Linked DNA regions of Mus musculus: regions 1 and 3 are each linked to region 2. Evidence: chromatin contacts called from public HiChIP or PLAC-seq and promoter capture Hi-C data. All regions are on one chromosome and are shown on one strand. The core of a region is the stretch at or near the end of the contact, and the rest is flanking DNA. Distances in the headings are between cores, read along the strand shown.

The links. Promoter capture Hi-C pulls out the DNA fragments that hold promoters and counts their contacts. HiChIP or PLAC-seq counts read pairs in DNA pulled down with a chosen protein or histone mark.
Region 1: a promoter capture Hi-C map of stem cell-derived epiblast-like cells shows a contact between it and region 2, with 2.9 times the contacts expected there. The contact joins the enhancer-like site here to the promoter of 1700028E10Rik in region 2. A contact is called at or near these places in 9 of 39 promoter capture datasets (3T3-L1-derived adipocytes, the C10 cell line, cranial neural crest and 5 more), 4 of 484 Hi-C or Micro-C datasets (the HL-1 cell line, cortical neurons and uterus) and 12 of 115 datasets of contacts at active chromatin or transcription factors (T-cell acute lymphoblastic leukemia, bone marrow-derived macrophages, cardiomyocytes and 9 more).
Region 3: a contact with region 2 is called in an H3K27ac HiChIP or PLAC-seq map of stem cell-derived stembryo, with 7 times the contacts expected there. The contact joins the enhancer-like site here to the promoter of 1700028E10Rik in region 2. A contact is called at or near these places in 13 of 39 promoter capture datasets (the 3T3-L1 cell line, 3T3-L1-derived adipocytes, the C10 cell line and 9 more), 2 of 15 datasets of contacts at CTCF or cohesin (large pre-B cells and pro-B cells), 12 of 484 Hi-C or Micro-C datasets (the G1E-ER4 cell line, Th1 cells, cerebellar granule neurons and 8 more) and 14 of 115 datasets of contacts at active chromatin or transcription factors (the NIH/3T3 cell line, T-cell acute lymphoblastic leukemia, astrocytes and 11 more).

The regions. Positions count from the first base shown.
Region 1 is chr5:150,839,442-150,842,311 of GRCm38.p6, reverse strand. All of the region lies in intron 1 of Gm36447 (a long non-coding RNA gene), which reads right to left. Among named protein-coding and RNA genes, the nearest start is that of Gm36447, 26 kb to the right of the region's middle. Within about 2 kb of position 1,546, at least 117 of the 459 cell types and tissues checked have an H3K27ac peak or open chromatin away from gene starts, as enhancers often do. A contact at or near this core is called in embryonic limb bud, embryonic stem cells, fibro-adipogenic progenitors and 4 more, where this site is marked.
Region 2 is chr5:151,367,229-151,369,928 of GRCm38.p6, reverse strand. 1700028E10Rik (RIKEN cDNA 1700028E10 gene) reads right to left here and starts at 1,254. Exons shown (of 4, transcript NR_045700.1): 1 at 1,073-1,254. It also overlaps a transcript of Stard13 not described here.
Region 3 is chr5:150,771,313-150,774,012 of GRCm38.p6, reverse strand. All of the region lies in intron 19 of Pds5b (PDS5 cohesin associated factor B), which reads right to left. Among named protein-coding and RNA genes, the nearest start is that of Gm36447, 42 kb to the left of the region's middle. Within about 2 kb of position 1,437, at least 40 of the 459 cell types and tissues checked have an H3K27ac peak or open chromatin away from gene starts, as enhancers often do. A contact at or near this core is called in T-cell acute lymphoblastic leukemia, Th1 cells, nephron progenitors and 3 more, where this site is marked.

The sequences.
Region 1 (2,870 bases), core at 297-2,796, 530 kb after region 2:
ATGGGTAAGAGCACTGAGTTCAAATACAGTAACCACATGGTGGCTCACAACCATCTGTAATGAGATCTGACACCCTGTTCTGGTGCCTTTGAGGACAGCTACAGTGTACTTACGTATAATAATAAATAAACCTTTGGGCTGGAGCTAGCAGGTACTGAGCGAGTGGAGATGACCAGAGCAAGCAGAGGTCCTAAAACTTCAATTCCCAACAACCACATAAAGACTCACAACCATCTGTTCAGCTACAGTGTACCAATATACATAAAATAAATAAATAAATCTTTAAAGGTAACTGGGGCCCAGGTCCCCATGCCGCCGAAAAGGACTGATAAGCCTGTCTCACAGTATAATTTAAATATGCTCTAGCCCTGGTCTTGGGCTCTAATAAATAATAAGGTAGCCTCAGGCACTGTGGGGAGGAAGTTAGGCTTGGCTCTTCTCTACTGAACTATAAATAAATCTATTTCCTTTATCAGTATCTAAATCCTAACTTACTTTAAAATGCAGGGAACCCATACAGCATGTATCTAAGTGCTGGTAACAAGAAGACAGGAAGTCTTGGGGATTCAGTAGAGAACATCGGACCAGGAAAATCATAGAGAGGAGCTGGCTGGCTGCAGTCTGGGTATCCCATCCCATCAGTAAGAATCACTAGGTATGTGTTACTCTTCTGCAGCTATGTAAAAATTTATCCTAAAATCCAGTGACTTAGAACAACTATTTCCTTCTTCACAGTTTCTACAAGTCAGGAAGCAGGAACTTACAGTAGCCTGCTTCTTTCTGTCTTCCACCAGGTTGTGGTTGAGGAATCAGTCAGTCCTCATCTGAAGGGTCAGCTAGAGATTGTCCACACCAAGTGCCATCACACTTACCTCCAAGTCTCCTCAGAGGAACTCTGCTTCCTGACTTTCTCAGTCAGGGTCCACTTGCCCTGGTGGGCTGGGCCTTCCTATATTAATTAACAAGAAAGTGCTCCGCACATGTCCACAGACTAATCTGATGGATATAGTTCCTCAATTGAGATTCCTTCTTGCTAGGCATGTCTAAGTCTGTGTCAAGTTGGATAGAAAAGAAAACAAACAACAACTATATATATATATATATATGTGTGTGTGTGTATGTATGTATGTATACACACACACACACATCCCAGCCCATGCGCAAGGCTTCCTAAGTTGAACAGGGCCAACAGAGTCTTGAAGAAATGTGTAACTTAGGGAGTGAAGACAAATTCATAAATAACTTTCTTGAGGCCGAAAAGCAGAAGAGATGGAAGTAAAAACTGCATAGACTGGAGAGGCAGCCTCCCGTGGGAAGCTAGGGTGGTATAACTCTGAAGGCTGGTCTGTTTGTTTACTCTTGTCAATGTGTAGTTCTGGCCTTGGGTCCCCGAGCTTTTGATGTGGCTCTGGTTTGTCTCCAAGCCACGTCACACAGTCAGATGCTGCAAACCTCTTGGCTTTAGAGAGCTTCCTTGTACTCCTGTGGGGCCTCCATGGGACCCTGTGCAGGAGGACTGTGTCTATAGACGGCGAGCTTCCCCTGTAGAAGGCGAGCTTCCCCTCGGGCAGCGGAAGCAGCTGAAACACAGGGTACAGCAGATCACCAGAGCTGCAACCCTGCCTTTGAAGTACACTGCGTCTTCTGGTCTTTAGCTCTTAGACACAAATGCCTTCGAAGAGCGGGTAGTACATTTTCTCAATGGCCAAGCGATTCCTTCATTGGAAGGAGGCATCGGAAGGTACTCAAATCATTCTGGGATAAATCTTTCCAAATCGAACCAGATGAGACTCAACAAAATCATGGCAGCTTTTAAAGCCCGCCCCAGAGGTCAACCACATCAGGCGCCTGAGCTCAGATTTGCTCACAAAGCTTCTGGAAGGGAAGTTGCCAGAACACCAACTGCGCGGAGGGGGGGGGGGGCGGGGGGCAAGCTTCCTGCCTTTTTCTGGCCCCTAGCCCCTAAAAAGAACCACACCCACCAAGGGACAGACTTCTCCTGAGGAAAAGAAAGTGATTTGCTGCAGGGGTGAAGTCTGAGAACATGCAGATAAGGAAGGAGGGAGGAGCAAGCTGGAGGGACTGCCATAGGACAGTCCCCAGCACTGGCAGCCTGGAGCTCTCTAAGGACCTTTGCATAATGCACTGCTGGGAGGGACAGCAAGAAAAACTGGCAAAGAGCCAGAACCCCAGTTAACTGCTCATTTGTAGTAACTCTGGACCCCAGGGCAACTACTTGATTCCAAGTGGCTTACAACCTTCATTAGTAAGACTGTGTCATAGAAGAGAAAGAAAATCCAAACCGGAAAAGCTGGGACTGGGGATTAGACCTCAGTCTCCCCTTTTCTCTTAATACCCAGGACCCTGGTGCACTCAAATCTGTCTCTAGGACGGGAGCCATCCCTGTGGCCAAGCTCTGCCCCCCACGTGCCTATGGTATGTGCCCTGCAAAACCTGGACTTGAACTACACAGGGTAGACAGGGCTCAGAAGTTTGCATAAAATGATCACGGAAATATACCTGAAGTGCAGACTTTTAAGACCCACCACAGGCCCAGAGAATCAAATCCTGCCTTGGAGAAGGCCTTCTGGAGGAGCCATACGCCCCTTAAGGTGTGTGGCTATAATTTGTCCTTAGGAGTTTATCCACAGATCTTTCCTAAAGTGCTACTGTGTGACAAGAGTGCCTACTATGTGACACTGAATCAACAACACCAGGAAAACAGATGAAGTCTCAAAGAGTACAGCTCATATGGGGCCTGGAGCATTACTTGGCCACTTCCTTTTAAATACTTTTTTGAAAAAGAGCTTATTTTCTTTCCCAGCTCCATTTCCTGCCTTCCAGGTGGCTCGGTTACTGTGATTGTCTCC
Region 2 (2,700 bases), core at 5-2,504:
CTCTGAAGAACAGAGATGACATAATTGAGAAATTTTGTATACCTGGTGTTACAGCACCCTCTACAACAGAGTATATTATATGAACTTGCTTCCCGAATGTGTGACTGTACAAACTTTATGGTTTTAGCGCTTAGTTTGCTCCCTTGGCACCTGCTAGAAAGGCTACTAATCTGTCGGGTTAATGTGTCAAAACAGCAATAACAGCGAAGAGCTCTCCTGAACTCTTTAAACTATTCCAACTGTGGGCCTTAGTCACCTAGCTCTCCTTCCATATCACCTCTCCCAGTTCTAAACTCTAGTGAACTGGCCTCTTAAAAGCCTTCTGAACTCAAATGCATGCACAGGTAGGGAAAATACTGCTGTAGTGGGGGAGAAAGGTCCAGAGACAAGTGACCGCAGATCTCTGACTTCTAAGGGACATCTCACTGGCTCGCACTGTGCATCTTGATACACAATAACTCACAATAGCTAACAGTGCTCCAAGTGTATTACATCTGGACTTTTTTAAACATGAATTCTTTTAAGAGGAAAGTTATGTTCACTTTCTAGCTCTGGTGGAAACTCGTTTTCCCTTATCTAAAGGAAATACGGCATAACAGCCACAGCGTTAATTTCACAGTTCTGAGATGAACCTGGTGAGACTGTCTTGTTTTAAAAACCTATTATCATTCTTCTAATGTTTAATCCCCGATACTGCTCGTTTTCGCAACACCCCAGCTTAACAGACGTAATGGAGCAAAAGCTTTTCTCCAACACAGGCTAACGAAAGGCTACAAAGTAAAGCCTCCTCTCTGCAAAGCGGGACATGGAGGACCTCGGTCCACGCCGAGTGAAGAACCGAAGCACAGTGCCCAGAAAGGAGGAAACAAAAAAGGAGAGCCAGTGGGGCAGGAACTGTGTCGCCAGGACTTGAAAAGACGGGAAAAGGCCGGTTTCCTCCCGCGTGAGGTCCGTTCCCGCTCCAGACTCCAACCATTTCCGCTCAGGGTAACCGCAAAACCCTTCCCGCGCGGGAACTCGGTGGAGGAGGAGTCTTGGGTCCCGCCCTTCTGGCGGAGCGCATAAAGCCTACCCCGGCCGCCGCGGTGTCTCTGGAATGTTCTGAAGGGAGGAAGCGCGCCCCTCCGCAGTCCGGGGAACACTCGGCGCCAGATGGCGCTACCGCACCGAGAGCCAGAACCTGCGCCTCAAGGGAGCTGGGCTGAGACACCACCGGAAGTGAGGGCTCCGCGAGCCTCCTGGCCCGGATATCCAGCCTTCTAGCGTGTTCCCGCGCGGGGGCGGAGCTACAACCGGAACCGGACTGCGAACGCGGGGCCTCGTGGCGGAAGAGCCAGGAGGGGCCTTGGAGGCGGTAACTTCCGCTGCGCGCGCCTGGTCTGGGCGTGCACGCGAGGGGCGGGGCCTCCGCGCGGGCGCGCGAGCGCTTGCGTACTAGGAGGGCGTTGTTGCGGGAGGCATGTGCTGATTTCTCCATCTTTGATCGCTTGCAGGCCTCGCCGGGCGGACATTAAACTGGTGTCTTAGCAGGTTTTTGTCTGTTTTGTTGCTTCCCTCTCACAGGAGTTGGTTTCTGGCTGTAAATTCAGTTTCTGGAAATCTCTGGAACGTTAGCGATGTACAAGGTAGTCTCGAGCTGCTTTCTCGCCATTGATTCCCAGCCAGTGTCAGTCCTTGCATCGTTACCCACTCGAGGCTACCCGTGACAGCTAATGGCATCTAAGGATTTGGAAAGGCTTATATTACGGACTTTTAAAGCGCTTAATTTGAGCTTTACCCTTTATTTTTGTCAGGATATTGGCACTCTGCATTCTGCGGTGTGGCTTTGCACAGAACCGTTTGTTGAGGGTTTGAACGCTGCCAGGGGAAAACTCCGCCCCTTTCCCACGTTGGCTGTGTCTGATCCAAACCCATTTTTAAGTAGCTGGACAGTACTTTACCCTGGTACATGGGCTTTGTTTTTATTTTAGTTGTATCGTGAGGACTATGAACTTGTATTGCAGAAAGTATTAGTGTCCACCTTTAAATATACATAACACTTTCGGCTGAAAGACAGTTTCCCAAAGCTCCCGAGTTTCCCAGGAATGTCTTCAGCTTTTGGTAGATGCTTTTAGGAATTTCAGAGGTCCTTGCTGTCAAAGATTTAAATAAAGTCAAACATAAAAAAGTAACAAAACATGCACGCTCGCACACACACTCACAAACACACAATTTTGTGTTGGCCAGTTACTTCTGGGCATGGGGCCTTCCCAGAAGTGTGGTTGATACTCCATAGGGGAAAATTGATTTTACCTTTCCCAGTATTATCAGTTATCAGTTGTACATGCCTTTTGGTTAGGAATGGAACTTTGTAATCTCTAACCCCTAGTTTGTACTGTTTTTTTTTTTTTCCCCCTTGCTTGAACCTGTTGTGAATGAAAACTCCTGGGGGTGGGGGGCCGGGTGTGGCAGAGACTGATTAGAATTTTAGTGCTGTAGCAAAATTGGAATGTTGCAGGTCCAGAGTTTAACTACCTTATCTTAGTCTAGTTTTAGTCTCCTATGTACTCCAACTGCCATTCCTTAGTCAGCTTTGTGTCAGAACTAAAATCCCATGAGAGATTTTTAAAAAGAATGAAATCTGTTGGCTGATACTAGCTTCTACCAACCTAAAAAACAAGAAAGTCATCAGATGAGACCTGTAAGAAAACCTGCCCCATC
Region 3 (2,700 bases), core at 188-2,687, 600 kb after region 2:
CTCAAATAATCCCACCACTGAATTCAAGGATACTAAGACGAAAAGATTTTCTAAGTTTATTTGTAGAAGTTATCAATAATTTCAAAGAGGCTAGAAGCTGGAGAATATAATAATCAATCCGTGCAGGGCCTGGAACAGAGAGCCAGCAGCACAGGTGAAAAGTGAAGAGAAAGTCAGAAGGGAAACTGGGCAGGAGGGGAAGGCTTAGAAATAGAGGAAACAAAAAGCTCAGGAATCAAATAAAAAAGCCCAACAGAAAAAAAAAATCACACTAGACTAGACCACAGAGATCACAGAACTTCAAGAGAGCCAGTTACTAGGACAGGAAAAACTACATTCAAACACTGAAAGGAGAGAAAGTAAATAAATGATCCTGACAACTGAATAAAAAAAGAAATAAAAAGGAAAGAACATGACTGTTCCTAGGTATGGTGGAGGAGATAAGATAGTTTATTATAGGTATGTGGGAGAGCATAAACAGAGGCAGGATGTCTGGGAGAGTGCAGAGGGAACATGACCAGACTGAGGTGGGCCATGTGAAGAGGGGGCAAGAGAAAGGAGAGGGGAAAGAGCAAAAGAAGGTGCAGCAGCCAGGAGGCCAGAGGTACAAAGAGGTCCAGTAATCCAAAAGGTTGGGTTATACAGGAAAGAGCAGCCTAGCTCCCAAGGCTGGAGAGTTCATGGTAGAGGGAGGGCTGTGGCAGCCAGGAGGACTGTAACAGGTAAGGAATGAGGGATGCAAGGAGAACCTAGGGGTCAGGTCCACTTTGATATGTTAATGAGCACCTCAGCCATTTGTCCCACTGTGAAATCTAATAACAACTTCCAAGAACATGGAGCTATGAATCAAGATGCCAAACTTAAGAATCCATGCAGGAGAGGTTAATGAAATGTAAAGGCCTAGAGAATCTATTCAATAAAATTGTAGAAAACTTCCCAAACCTAACAAAATGAGCATGCCAGAACAAAGAGGTATTTATAATGGCAAATCAACGCAGGCAGTGTAAAACAAGATTGTTATTTACTGTTACAGGAGACAAACACCAACCCACAAGAGCAAACACCAAACTGCCCCCAAGAAATCCCTAACAGTCAGGAAAGCATACATTTTACTGCTAACCAGATTTCTAGATCCAGCAAAGTAATCTTTCAAAATGACCAGGACATAATTACATTCCAAAACCAGCATGAAGTAAAGCAACACTGTCACCACCCAGCTGTAGTGTTGCTATTTTCACAGAACTGAATGCTTCTCTCCTGCAGAGAAAAGGAGACTGGGGGCTCCTATGACTTAGGGAACTTATAAGGATCAAGATGCTAATCAACTTTCCCAGGCTCCATCAATCTGAAGATTTACAATCCTGAGAGCCCTCCCTCCCTGCACAAGGCTGTAAAAGCAGAGGACCCTGCAGGGGAAGTCCCCCAGTGGAGCAGGAAGCGCCCGGCCTGTAAGCTTATACGCGGTCTCCCACGCTGCTTTGTGAATCAACTGCCTTTGACTCAGTGGAGCTCCTGCAAATAACCTCTCACCCACTGGGTTACAGATAAACCAATGGCTTACCAGGTTGAACTCTCCCCCAGCTCCCATCACCAATGCCCTATCTGAGGTAAATACACAAATGTTCATGTTCCAAGGAAAAATCACATTAACACTGCAAAAAAAGGAAAAAGAAAAAGAACACCTAGAGGAACACCATGCACAGGAAAGAGATCAAGAGAGCAGAGGATACCAGTTTCATGTGAGGAAAAGATGAAGAGAGTGAAGAGAGAAGACCTGGGAAGAAATCTATCACACTCAAAATGTAAGCCCTCAAAACCACCACTACTAGCTGGGAAGAGATAAAGCAATACACAATAATCCAACAAACTAGAAAAATAACCAAAAGTTTTTAGGAATTAGCAAACCTCTCTCACTCACCAAATGCAAATTTTGTTATCTCTCCAATTAAAAGACATAGACTAGCTAATAGATAATAAACAAGACCCAGCTATCTCCTGGGTAACATGCTTCAGCGACACTCAGAGACTCGAGAGTCAAAGTCATTTACCAAACAAATGGAAGACGTTACAACCAGGCTGGCACCACTACGCAGATAATTAATAAAGCAAATGTGAAGCCAAACTTAGTCACAGAGTGTTTACAGAGACAATCACAGGCCCTAAAGCTTGACGGTGACAAAGGCATCCACTGAGAAAGGGTCAGTCAGCCTCTGCAACAAATGGCACGGGACAAACTGGATCTCCTTCCTCAGCATTTGGAAATAAAGTCTCACTCTGAATAAAAGTGGATCAGACCTTAAAGTAAGACTCTAGAAATTCTAGAGGGAAGGAAGCTTCAGGATAGAGGCATGGGCCAGGAATTTCTGAAAATAACAGCAGTAGCTCAGGAAATAATCCCAAGAATCAACAAATGGGACTACACAAAATTCAGAACCTGGTGCACAACAACAACAACAGTGACAGTGACAGTGTTCAGGGTAGAAAGTCTTAACAGCCCTGTCTGTATCTGACAGGAAATTAGGATCTTGAAGTTATAAAGTATCCCAAACTGAAAACACCAAAAAAAAAAAAAAACAAAAAAAAAACCAAAATCCACACACCCCAAATCAATCAGTAATGGACAAATTAATGGAATAGACATTTACCAAAATAAGACAAACACTTAGAAAAGTGCTCAACTTCCTTAGCCATCAGAAAAAT